2 separate regions of the Gossypium hirsutum genome follow, and region 1 is linked to region 2. Evidence: chromatin contacts called from public Hi-C data. All regions are on one chromosome and are shown on one strand. Each heading gives the region's core, a stretch centred on a gene start, on an enhancer-like site or on the middle of the called end of the contact. The rest is flanking DNA. Distances are from core to core; before and after follow the strand shown.

What was found. Hi-C and Micro-C count contacts between places; a contact is called where the count stands out from the background.
Region 1: a contact with region 2 is called in a Hi-C map of leaf, with 2.1 times the contacts expected there. The contact joins the promoter of LOC107915437 here to the promoter of LOC107914736 in region 2. A contact is called at or near these places in 2 of 34 Hi-C or Micro-C datasets (both in leaf).

What each region holds. Positions count from the first base shown.
Region 1 is chrD10:27,314,216-27,320,276 of Gossypium_hirsutum_v2.1, forward strand. It overlaps LOC107915437, which reads left to right and starts at 4,802. Exons shown (of 1, transcript XM_016844598.1): 1 at 4,802-5,152. The coding sequence starts at 4,802. The coding sequence ends at 5,152. It also overlaps the pseudogene LOC107915438.
Region 2 is chrD10:26,912,801-26,918,673 of Gossypium_hirsutum_v2.1, forward strand. It overlaps LOC107914736 (methylenetetrahydrofolate reductase 2), which reads left to right and starts at 1,833. Exons shown (of 12, transcript XM_016843746.2): 1 at 1,833-1,969; 2 at 2,384-2,825; 3 at 2,902-2,959; 4 at 3,040-3,125; 5 at 3,222-3,395; 6 at 3,717-3,890; 7 at 4,419-4,519; 8 at 4,629-4,740; 9 at 5,123-5,203; 10 at 5,303-5,480; 11 at 5,680-5,873. The coding sequence starts at 2,427. LOC107914737 (glycine-rich RNA-binding protein 2, mitochondrial) reads left to right here. Exons shown (of 5, transcript XM_016843748.2): 4 at 123-229; 5 at 312-627. The coding sequence ends at 437.

The sequences.
Region 1 (6,061 bases), core at 3,552-6,051, 400 kb after region 2:
ATAAAGCCTTAGTGCAACACATAAAGCAAATAACCTATCAAATAATTACAGTTCTTCACAGCTTGCAGACCTTAGCAGCAATAAGTCCACTGATTTGAGCCATATCACAAAGCAAAACAGCACCACACTTATCCGCAATCTGTCGAAACCTTCCGTAATCCCATTCCCTCGAATACGAACTACCACCACAAATCAATATCTTAGGCTTAAAATCAAGCGCCCTCTATTCCAACTTCTCATAATTTATATACCCAGTTTGTGGATTCACTTTATATGGCAAACTCTCAAAGAAAATTGAAGCAGAAGATACTTTTCTACCATGTGGGGTATAATACCCATGACTGGTATTCCCTCCTGATGGAGTATCCAATCCCATGATCCTATCTCTGGGCAATAGTAACCCAGTATAAACTGCGGCGAAGATGAAACTAACCCTAAAGAGAGCGTTGATGAAGTGTCAGCCGATTGAGATAACAAATCCATGGAACAAAAGCTTGCATTCAAACAAAACCCAAACGAAAAAAATGAATAAATGAGAGAAAAATTAAAACAGAGAAAGCCGAAGACAATGTTGAAGCAAAGATTCATACCTGAAATCGGCCTCCGATGAAACAATGTTTAGGATTTGTTATGAAAGCAGAAGAAATGAGGATAGATCTGCAATGCCGATGGAAGAAGAAGCAGAAATCTATGAGGGCAGAAAAAGGAAACGAAAATAAGAAATGGGGTAAGGATTCTCTAATCGGCGCTGGATGGGGGGAATAGCTATTACGGGACCGGGTGTATTAGGGAAGGAACAGATTTGGGACGTAATGGTAATACAACCAACCAAACAACAGATTAAATGGGGATTAAGTGGGGCCCATCGATTAGGGGTGTATTGGCATAGCCAATACACCCAACCAAACATGCTGATATTGTTTTAGAAAATCTACAGATTTTCATCAAGGCTTGTGAAAGTTGTGGATATAATTTATATATTTTTATTTAATCAATTTTAGTCTTTATATTTTTCAAATTAGTAAATGTTATTATCTTTTACTTTTCAAAATTTGAAATTTTATTCGCGGCCAAACAGTAACAGTTAAATTCGTTTGGTGAAATTAAATTACTAGTCCTATACTATGTGTACAGTCATAAATTTAGTTCATTTTCTCCAATTGGATATCTAAGTCTCTATACTTTTCAAAGTTTGAAATTTCAGTCTTAACGCAAATGACAGTCGGTAATGTATTAACTAGATTTTTAAGGAGTAATATGTGATAATGATGAGTTAACATGAAATTACATATACGTTAATATGTTTAACGCATCAAATGTTGAAAATAATAAAACTTTACTGAATGAATTTAATAATTATTGTTTCGTGAGAATGAAAATTTTAAATTTTAAAAAATACATAGACTAAAAATAACCAAATAAAATACAGAAAGTAAATGTATAACTTTTGCTAAGTATAGGGACTAATAGCAAAAACCTTTATAGGAAACATTATTTAATGATGATTCAAATTCTAACAAGTGTTAGTGTTGACTACATGCCAACTCAAAATTTTTTATTATTATAGAAAGTGGGACCCATTTTTTAAATAAAATTTTAATAAATTATTTAAACAAATAAATAATAATATATGAATCAAGTCATTCTGTTAGCCTAGCTTATATTTGGTCTTTAAAAGTCTCCCTCAACAATGTTTGTTAACACATTATATATAAACTTTCTATGTGGTAAGTATATATGTATCTATAATTTAATCTACATGTTTTAAACACGTTTCATGTTAGATCTAAACTAACATTTAAAACTAAAATTGATGGCTAGATTGAGAAAAAAAATTAGATTTATACTAATTTAATATTTAGATAACTCAATTTCAACATCATATACCAATCTAAAATATATAGTTTGAGGGACTTTTAGTGAATTGGCCCTTATCTTTTATCTCTAGTATATATCATCAAGATGGTGTGGAACTGGTAGTGACGCCGTCTTAGAGACTAAGAATTAACTAAAATCCAGCTCTTTTTCCCCTTTTAATATAAATGCGGTTTGATGATGACATTTGTGAATAAAATATTTGCATGATGTGAAATTCAAAAGTTTGTTTAGGTTTCACATTATTCTTCTTCTCCATCAAATTTTGTTAAAAAATAGATTATATAATTTCCTTTAAATGATTTTATAAAATTTGTCTGAGGAATTTTCTACTTTTCTATTGTAGCTTATTCTTGATTCATGATTTTAATCAGATAAAATTTTGATATTTTTAATAAATTAGTTCTAATTACCCATAAAATGCTTAACATCAAATACACACAAGTTGATTTAAACACGGTTTCAATCAAAATTTATGTGGTTGGGTTAAAAGTTGGTAGGTTTGTGTACTCCAAAAAATAAACTTAATATAAAAAATTTTGAAACAGCAAAGAATTCAAATTGAGATAATATATTTTTTTTATTTCTATTTGTGTTTAAAAAACCTAATGAATTTGACGAAATTTTCCACATCTTTAATTAATAAAATTATTATTTATTTGAACCTGCTTAATAAGTTGTCGACCATGCACCGGAAGGGCCCGATAATAGCTTTTGTTCATAATATTCCGATGACCATGCACTGGAAGGGTCTTTGGGCATTGTTTAGGTATCATGGAGAAGTTATCGACGCGTTCATTCCGGTAAAGAAAAGCAAGAGTGGGAAACGATTTGGTTTTGTGAGATATAACAGTATGATGGATGCGAGAAGGGCTATTAGTCGGTTAAACAACTATGTGATTTTAGGGAATAAACTATCAGTAGATTTAGCCAAATTTAAGGGGAGGAGACAAATTTGGAAAAGAACTTAAACGGCAGGAAATGCAGAACAGAGACGGAATGAAAATAACAAAAGGGAGGTGAATGTTTAGTCGCAGGAATTTGGCAGAATAGAAGTAGGAGAAAGCTCATTGAGGAGTAATTATGATCCGAATAAGAAAGATGAGGAGGTCGTCAAGGAGAAAAATACCAACATTGTGGTGCAAGGACATGTTGAAGAGGAGCAACTATGGAATCTTAAAAGATGTTTGATGGGTACAACAGCAACATGTTGTGATTCGAAGAGTTTATTTGAAAGAATAGTTAGGAGTGGGTTATGGGAAATCAAAATCAGAAGAATGCAAGGAAGGTACTTTTTTTTATTGAAATTCCAGATGAAGAACTATTTGAAGTATTGAAGCAGAATGACTGGGTGTATTTGAGAGAGTTCTTTATCAAGATAGAACTTTGGTCGGAAACAACAATGGTGGAGGAAAGAGTGTCGTAGATTGAAGCGTATGGTATCCCTCCACACTGTTGGAACTATACTTCCTTTAAAAGAATAGCGGGTATATGGGGGCAGCTAATATCCCTTGGAGAGAATTCGACAATGGTTAATAGCTTTGATAAAATGTCAATGTTGGTGTCTATCAATAAGCCGGATAGAATAGACAAGATAATATATTTACTTATTTAGAGGTGGGGAAGACTAAATTTCCAATAAGAGTCATTGAGATGGGATTATCATATTCTGAAGGTGATAACAGGAAGAATCATGGCGTGAAGGGAGGAGAATAGCAGGATTCAGTACGGGATTGGGACGACACTGTTGTTTCAGAATCGAAATCACCGATGAGTCCCGGGTTGGAACTGAATCCGGTAGAGAGATAAGACTGGGAAGACGAAGCAATTCATGAGAGTTTTCTCAAAAAATCAAGCGTTAACGGCGAATGTCAGAACAGTTCTCAAAACATTTATAGGTTGGACGAGGAAATGATCAGTGGAATTAGGATCGAGACTAGGGTGGGAGAAAGAGCTAAAATGGATACAACAATCGGGCTAGGAAAGAAGTGAGTAATATGGGATTTACAATAGATGAATTAGGTCTGAAAAATGAGGAGGGAGCCCAAGAAGAGCAACAAATCAGTGAAGAGGGTATGGGTTTGGCAAAGTATATGGGCTTATAGATTGTCAATCCAAATGTGTTAGGGGAAACAGATTGCAACAAACAAAAGGAAAAATCGAGAGAGGTGGGAGGGGGTGGAGGAGACAGAGAAAAAAGGGGATCGTTTGAAGAATCTCCAAATTTCCTTAAACAGAAATAAAAATAATAATGGTAGAAAGATTAGATCGATGTATGAAATTCAGAATAGACTTCTCACAGTAACAGAGAAAAAGAAAAGAGATTGGGCATTGAGAAAACAGAAAGGAAAAGGAATCGCGGGCAGAGATGAGGTAGTGGTTAATGCTTCTCTATCGGACTCAGACATCAGTAATAGAAAGAAAGTGATTCTTATGGAGGCAAGGAACATGTGGGAAGTGGGGAAAAAGCTTGGGTTCAGTGTTTGGGTGACAAATGAGATGTTATTGAAGAGATTATAAGATTGTAAGAAAGGCAGAATTGAGTAATAAAGAGAAGTGCAGTAGTCTGTAGGCCACAGGTCAGGTTAGTACAAATTATAATCGTGATTCTTTACTGTGAATGAGAGTCTTTTTGGGTGGAAGAATGAGGATTTTGTCATGGAACATTAGGGGTATGTCTTCGGATTTGAAAAAAGTTCTCAAAAAAGTAATTTGTAAAGTTCGAGGGGACGTTTGCTTTATTCAAGAATCAAAATTAGAAGGGGATGTTTGTTTTAATATCTGTCTAGGCTCGGGTTTGAGAAGAGTATCAGTGAGCCTACTCTTTATGTGGAGAAATCTGAAAGTGAGACCCTGCTGATTATGTTACTTTATGTGATGATTTGTTGGTAGCGGGAAGCAAGGGAGAGTTGATTGAGAATTTAAGATGCAGATGCAAGATGTTTTTGAGATGACTGATTTGGGGGAAATGACTTACTTCCTTGGCATAGAAGTAAATCAATCTGACCATGCCATCTTTATAAGTCAGCAGGCTTTTGCCTTGAAGTTATTAAACAAATTTTGCATGTCCAATTGCAAAATTGTTAGCACACTAGTGGCTCAAGGCCTACTTAACAGTAGTGGCAATCATGAAAGAGTTGATGAGAAGGAGTATCGAAGCTTGGTAGGTTGTTTGCTCTACTTAACAGCTACAAGACCTGATATCATGTTTGTTGTTAGCCTCCTGTCCAGATTCATGCATTGTTGCGATGCTGCTCACTTTAAAACAGCCAAATGAGTTCTCAGATATGTGAAAGGGATTTTGAATTATGGAGTGAAGTTTGAGAAGACAAAAGAGTTTAAGTTGATAGGGTATTCTAATAGTGAGTGAGCTAGATCAATTGATGACATGAAAAGCACTTCTGGCTACTTCTTCACTTTTGGCTTAGGGCTCTTTTGTTGGAGTTCAAAGAAGCAACAAACTGTTGCTCAATTAATAGCAGAAGCAGGGTACATTGCAGTTGCTATAGCTGCTAATCAAGCCATTTGGCTTAGGAAGCATTTATGTGATCTAAATGAAAACCAAGTTGAAGATATTGAGATCAAAGTTGATAATCAGTCAACAGTTGTCATAGCAAAAAATCCAGTATTTCATGGCAAGACCAAGCATTTCAAGATTAAATTTCATTTTGTTTGAGAGGCTGAACAATCAAGGGAAGTGAATCTGATTCATTGCAGCTTAGAAAACCAGCTAGCTGATATTCTAACTAAGTCTCTTGGTGCTACCAAGTTTGATTCCTTAAGAAGAAGGATTGGTGTTTGTTGCATACAGTCCAAGGAGGAGTGTTAAGCTTTGGCTTGCAATGCAACAGCAGACCTGCATTGAAGCTGAACCAGTGGAGCAGCAGCATTTTGTTCATTTTGTTCATTTGTATCTTGCCTTAGTTGCTTTGTAATTTGACTTCAAGTTAGTAAGATTTGTTGTTGATTTAAATTTGAGGTAATGGCTGATATGTGAGCTTCTTTTGTGTGTAATTTAAGCTAAGTTTTAGTCAAATATTAGTGGGAATAGTTACATATTAGGTAATTATCTTGTATCATATATGTTTCTCAACTCAATGAAATGAAGAGAGATAATTTTTTCAGTTTTCTCCTTGTTCAATCTTCCTTAGCATTCGTTCTTAGTTTCATTTCTCCTTGGTTTTCT
Region 2 (5,873 bases), core at 583-3,082:
TTAATGATTTTGGCCAGTGAACTTTGCGTTTTTTTCATGTCGTTTATGAATGATGGTATCTATTACAGATTTATAACGCTTGCTTCTATTCACGTTCTCATTCTCTGATTTATGTTGGTCAGCTAAGATTATCATCGATAGAGACACTGGGAGGTCTAGGGGCTTCGGTTTTGTAAACTTTGCTGATGATGAATCTGCCAGCAATGCCTTGTCAGCCATGGATGGTCAGGTGAGGGAAAAAAGACATTGTTATATGGAACATGTTTCTGGTGAATCTGGTATTTGATTATTTTGTGGTACTGAAATTACAGGAACTCAATGGCCGAAATATTCGAGTAAGTTATGCCAATGAAAGACCTAGTGGCGGCCCTCGAGCTTATGGTGGTAATGGTGGTTTCCGTGGTGGTGATAGTTTCGGTAGGGATGCTGGTTACTAGGCTCTCGCATCAAAATCTTTCCATAATCATGTTCCTAGAGCTAGTAGATTTGATGATACAGTTATTTATATTCGAATTATATGCTAAAACTTATGCAACTAGTTTTCTGTAGTTAGAGGTTAATTAATTGTGATTTTATCCTTGAAAACTTTATTTTTAATTAATAAATATATTGGTTTTTTATTTTTAATTAATCTTTTTAATTAAGCACTTTTTTATTTATAAAATTAATTAAATAGTGCCAAATTATTTGTAGTAAATATAATTTTTATGTTTAATATTTATTTTTCAATCTATATCATGAGTGCAGTAAATTTTAGTATTATATATTGTGTATTTGAAATAACTATTTGAAATATTTCACATATAAACATAAAGATATTTGAAATAATTATTTGATTTTATAATATTAGAAATCAATGTACCCACAATATAGGAGGGAAAAATAAATATTTGATATATAAATATTATATGTATAAAAAATATATCAAAAGAATTAGTTGATGTTTTTTACAAAATAAAATATATTTAACATTTTGATAAAATATCAATTTTATCAAAAATATATTTTTATTATATAACTGATAATAATTATTTAACTTTATAAATTAAAAAATTATTAATTAAAAAATAAATTAAAATAAAAAACTTGAAAATAATATATTTATTAATTAAAAATATTAAATTAGAAAAAAGCTTGAAACAATATAAAATAAAAAATACAAATGCACTAAGAAGAGGAATCAAATTTGACATTCAAGCATAAAATCACTGTTAATTAATCATCTAATTGAAGTATTAATATATTAAAAATAGTAATTAAAAATAAAAATAAAGCCTGAAACAAATAAAATAAAAATATAAATGTGAGGAAAAAAAAGATCTGAAACTTAAAAACAAAACCACCAAAAGATATGGCGTGTTAAAAAATAACTTTTTTTTAAAATGGTATTTTTTATTAAATTCGGCCATAAAAAGAATAATGAAAAGGTAAAAAGCTGATTCAGTGTACGAACTAAAAAGAGGGATGAAACTGAAACAATAAAATAATAGTGAGTTTTGGTAAGAAAGCGAAAATACAACCGCCAATTTTGTGATTCATTCCAAGCTGACGCTGTTTGTGGTTGGTAAGCAATACATACGACAACCGTATTGTACCTTACGGTCTAATTTCCTCTCACTCCCTCTACTTTTCTACTTTTTTTTAATTTAAAAAATTTAATCTCTCATTTAAAAATCAAAGTCGTTAAATTTGGATTTATTATATATTTTCAAATTAAAGAGATTGGTTGTACTAAATTAAAAAGAAGTGCAAAAGAGCAGGGGCATAATAATTAAACCGTATGGTATTGACCATTAATGGGCAAATACTGAATTGAGAATAGGATAAGGCCATTGGGTTGTTGAGTGGGCAACAGAGTCATTTCAAAAGACACCAACCCCGATCCGTTCCGTTCCTCTCTCAAATACAAATACTCCCATTGCAATGCCTCCACCTCCCATCTCTCTCTTTACCAACCACAAACCCATTTGTGAGTCTCTTTTTCCTATTTTTCTGGGATATTTTTGTGTTTCCATGAATTTGGGACAATGTACTACAACATATGTTAGATTTGGACTTTCAGTCTTTGTTTAGTGCCTTGTTGATTCTTCACAATGTATTACTTAACAATAGACCGCTTACTTAAATTTTAGCTCATCTGATCTATGACTCTTAGTTTATCATTCATGCTTTATCCTATACGATTTACTTTGAAAGGATTGATTTCAAGATTGCCCATGTTTATCTTCTTCTATGATGTTCAAAGTGATCGTTTTTGCTCTGAACCATCAGTTAATTCTTTTAGATTCAGATTCGGGTTTGGGTTTGTTTTGTTGCGACTTTCTGTTGTTCTTTTCTTGTTTTATCTCTTCAAACACCTCAGTTTCATATTGAATTCTTGCAGAAGTTGGTGTTGGTGACACTGAGAGTTCAAGATCCAATTAAAGATGAAGGTGATAGAGAAGATCCAATCTTTGCAAGAAGGGAAAGTGGTGTTTTCCTTTGAGTTCTTCCCTCCGAAGACTGAGGATGGAGTAGACAACCTGTTCGACAGAATGGATCGTATGGTTGCTCATAACCCGTCCTTCTGTGACATTACATGGGGTGCAGGTGGTTCCACTGCTGATCTCACTCTCGACATTGCTAACAAGATGCAGAATATCATCTGTGTGGAGACGATGATGCACCTCACTTGCACCAATATGCCCGTAGAGAAGATTGACCATGCTCTTCAGACCATCAAGTCCAACGGCATTCAGAATGTTCTTGCCCTCCGAGGTGATCCCCCTCACGGCCAGGACAAGTTTGTCCAGGTCGAAGGCGGCTTCTCCTGTGCCCTTGATCTGGTAAAGCCATTGCTCATTCTGCCCTGTTTTTATTTCTTAATATACATATGTTACCAACTTTTAATTCCTATTCTAGGTGAAACATATCAGATCTAAATATGGTGACTACTTTGGCATCACAGTTGCCGGTTATCGTGCTTTTCATAGACATATATACATATATAAGAGGCTTGTTCATGTGGCTTTTGATTATTAATAGTTTGCTTTCTTTGCTCAGAGGCACATCCCGATGCCATAGGAAATGATGGTGTAGCCACACCTGAAGCTTATCAGAATGATCTTGCTTACTTAAAGAGAAAGGTTTTACTCTTTAACTCATTACTTGATTTGAAAATATTGTCTTAATTCTAATTTATATTGGTTAATTTTTGTGCTAAAATCTTCTTTACTACATAGGTTGATGCGGGAGCTGATCTGATTGTTACTCAACTGTTTTATGATACTGATATCTTTATCAAATTTGTCAATGACTGTCGCCAAATGGGAATTAACTGTCCTATCGTGCCGGGTATTATGCCCATTAATAACTACAAGGGTTTCTTGCGAATGACTGGCTTTTGCAAAACTAAGGTATGCGGTATAACATGATATTTTTGAGCATTAAATAGTATCAATTTAGTAAAATTTATTCAAATAGTGCATGTACTAGTTGGATGTTTTTGCATAAAGGAAATGAAAGCAGCATCATTCTTCTCAAAAGGCTAAAAGATACAAGATTCTGAAGGCCTCTAATTTGGAAGGGCATCCGAATTCATTCTGATGCACTCTTTGCTTGTTTTTTCTTGGCAACTGATTATTACAACTGCTTATAAAGAGTGGCCACAAAAGCTATTTTTGGTGGCAATTTCTGTTAACATTTTTAAAATGTAACACCTGCATGGCTCATTGTAGATACCAGCTGAGATTACTGCTGCCTTAGAGGCTATCAAGGACAACGAAGAAGCTGTCAAAGCCTATGGAGTTCACCTTGGAACAGAAATGTGCCGCAAGATTTTAGCTCATGGGATTAAGACATTGCACCTTTATACATTAAACATGGAGAAATCTGCATTAGCTATCCTAATGGTTGGTTTTTGTTATCCCATATTATATCATTATTTTGGCATGTAGAGGTGATTATGGAATAGCATTTACTTCTTTAACTTTGAAATTTAGAAAGGAAAATTCTTGAACTAGTATGTAGTTCAAGATTCCTTCCTCCTTCAAATTGAACACTTGCAGGGTTAATAAGAACTCTTAAACTACATATTTTTGTTCTTCACTTATTTTAGAAAACCTTTAACTGCCTCTTAGCATTTTCAGTGTCAAGCTTTCCTGTCGTTTACTTTCAAATAATTAGGTGAATATCAGTTCAAATAATGAAGGAAAGCAAAGACAGGCAAGTATAGAATATGATTGGGGTTTACTCACAAATTTCGTTAAAATGACTTGCTGTTCAATTTAAGATAAACTGTAAGGAACTTACTTTTCTTCTATTGAAAGTAAATGATAAATGAATTTTGGCAATAGTTTTGGGTCAGCTACATTTATCTTTGTTTTCCAATGTATTATCACTTCATTTGCACCATGCTAATCATAGGCTTATGTTGGCAGAATCTTGGATTGATTGAAGAGTCCAAAATTTCAAGGTCCTTACCTTGGAGACGCCCTGCAAATGTTTTTCGTGTTAAAGAAGATGTTCGTCCAATATTTTGGTGTGTGATAGATGTTGAACTTCAATGTCTTTGGCTATATATCTTCAGTTTAGTGCGTTATAATATTAAATATTCATGGATATCTGACGCTTCTAGCTAATGATGGCAGGTCTAACCGTCCTAAGAGTTACATAACCAGGACTATTGGTTGGGATCAGTTCCCACATGGGCGATGGGGTGATTCTCGAAATCCGTCCTATGGTGCACTAACAGACCATCAGGTACACAAAGTGGTTGAACCTTTGCCCTTTTCTTTTGTTTGGTATAAATGATATCAAAACATCTTTGATGCATTAAATTTCTCTTGGAGTTACTATTGATTATATGAAACCTCAATTTGAATAGTAAATGTCAAATACATTTATAAGTAGTATATGCTAGATGCTCATAGGAATTTGATAAATTAGTTAAACGTTTGATTTTTTTTTCTATTTTTTTATTCTTGCAACTCATACATTTGTTTTCATGTAAGAAGTTATTCGTTTTTATGATATTGTTTTATTGCTCAAATATTGATATGTCGAGCACTATAGTTTGGTCAGGGAACTGTTGCCACTAGTCATTAGTTCTTTAGTATGACCAAAGTGATTAATTTCTTAACAGTTCATGAGGCGTCGAGCACGTGACAAGAAACTTCAAGAAGAATGGGCTACCCCATTGAAAAGCATTGATGATATTCAAGAGGTACTAGAATTTGTTGCTTGGAATCTATTCAGTCTTTTCTAGTTTTATGTCAGTCAAATATAATTATGATATTGTTCATCTCGAACCGGTTTTTGTCAGAAATTTAAAAGTTTTTGTCTGGGTAAGTTGAGAAGTAGTCCTTGGTCCGAACTGGATTCACTTCAGCCTGAGACAAAGATCATACATGAACAGCTGGGAAAGATCAATTTGAAGGGTTTCCTTACTATCAATAGCCAACCTGCTGTCAATGGTGAACGCTCTGATTCTCTATCTGTCGGTAAGTACAAGTGTTAGACTTTAAAGAAGGAACTGAATTATGTATTTTATTGAGCATACAATTGGAAGATTATCCAAAGAAACAGACTGCTATTTAAACTTCAAAATATTAAGAGCCTATGGTTTCTCATCTTACAGTTTTCGTAGTAAAAGCTGGTGCTGTTTTTTGCTCTAACTTGTTCAAACTTGGCTGCTTGCAGGTTGGGGTGGCCCTGGAGGGTATGTTTACCAGAAGGCTTATCTTGAGTTTTTTTGCTCAAAGGAAAAACTAGATGCACTTGTCAATAAATGCAAGCCCTTGTCATCTATTACCTACATTGCTGTCAACAAAAAAGGGAATTTGATATCGAACATTGGCACGACAGATGTTAATGCTGTAACTTGGGGAGTGTTC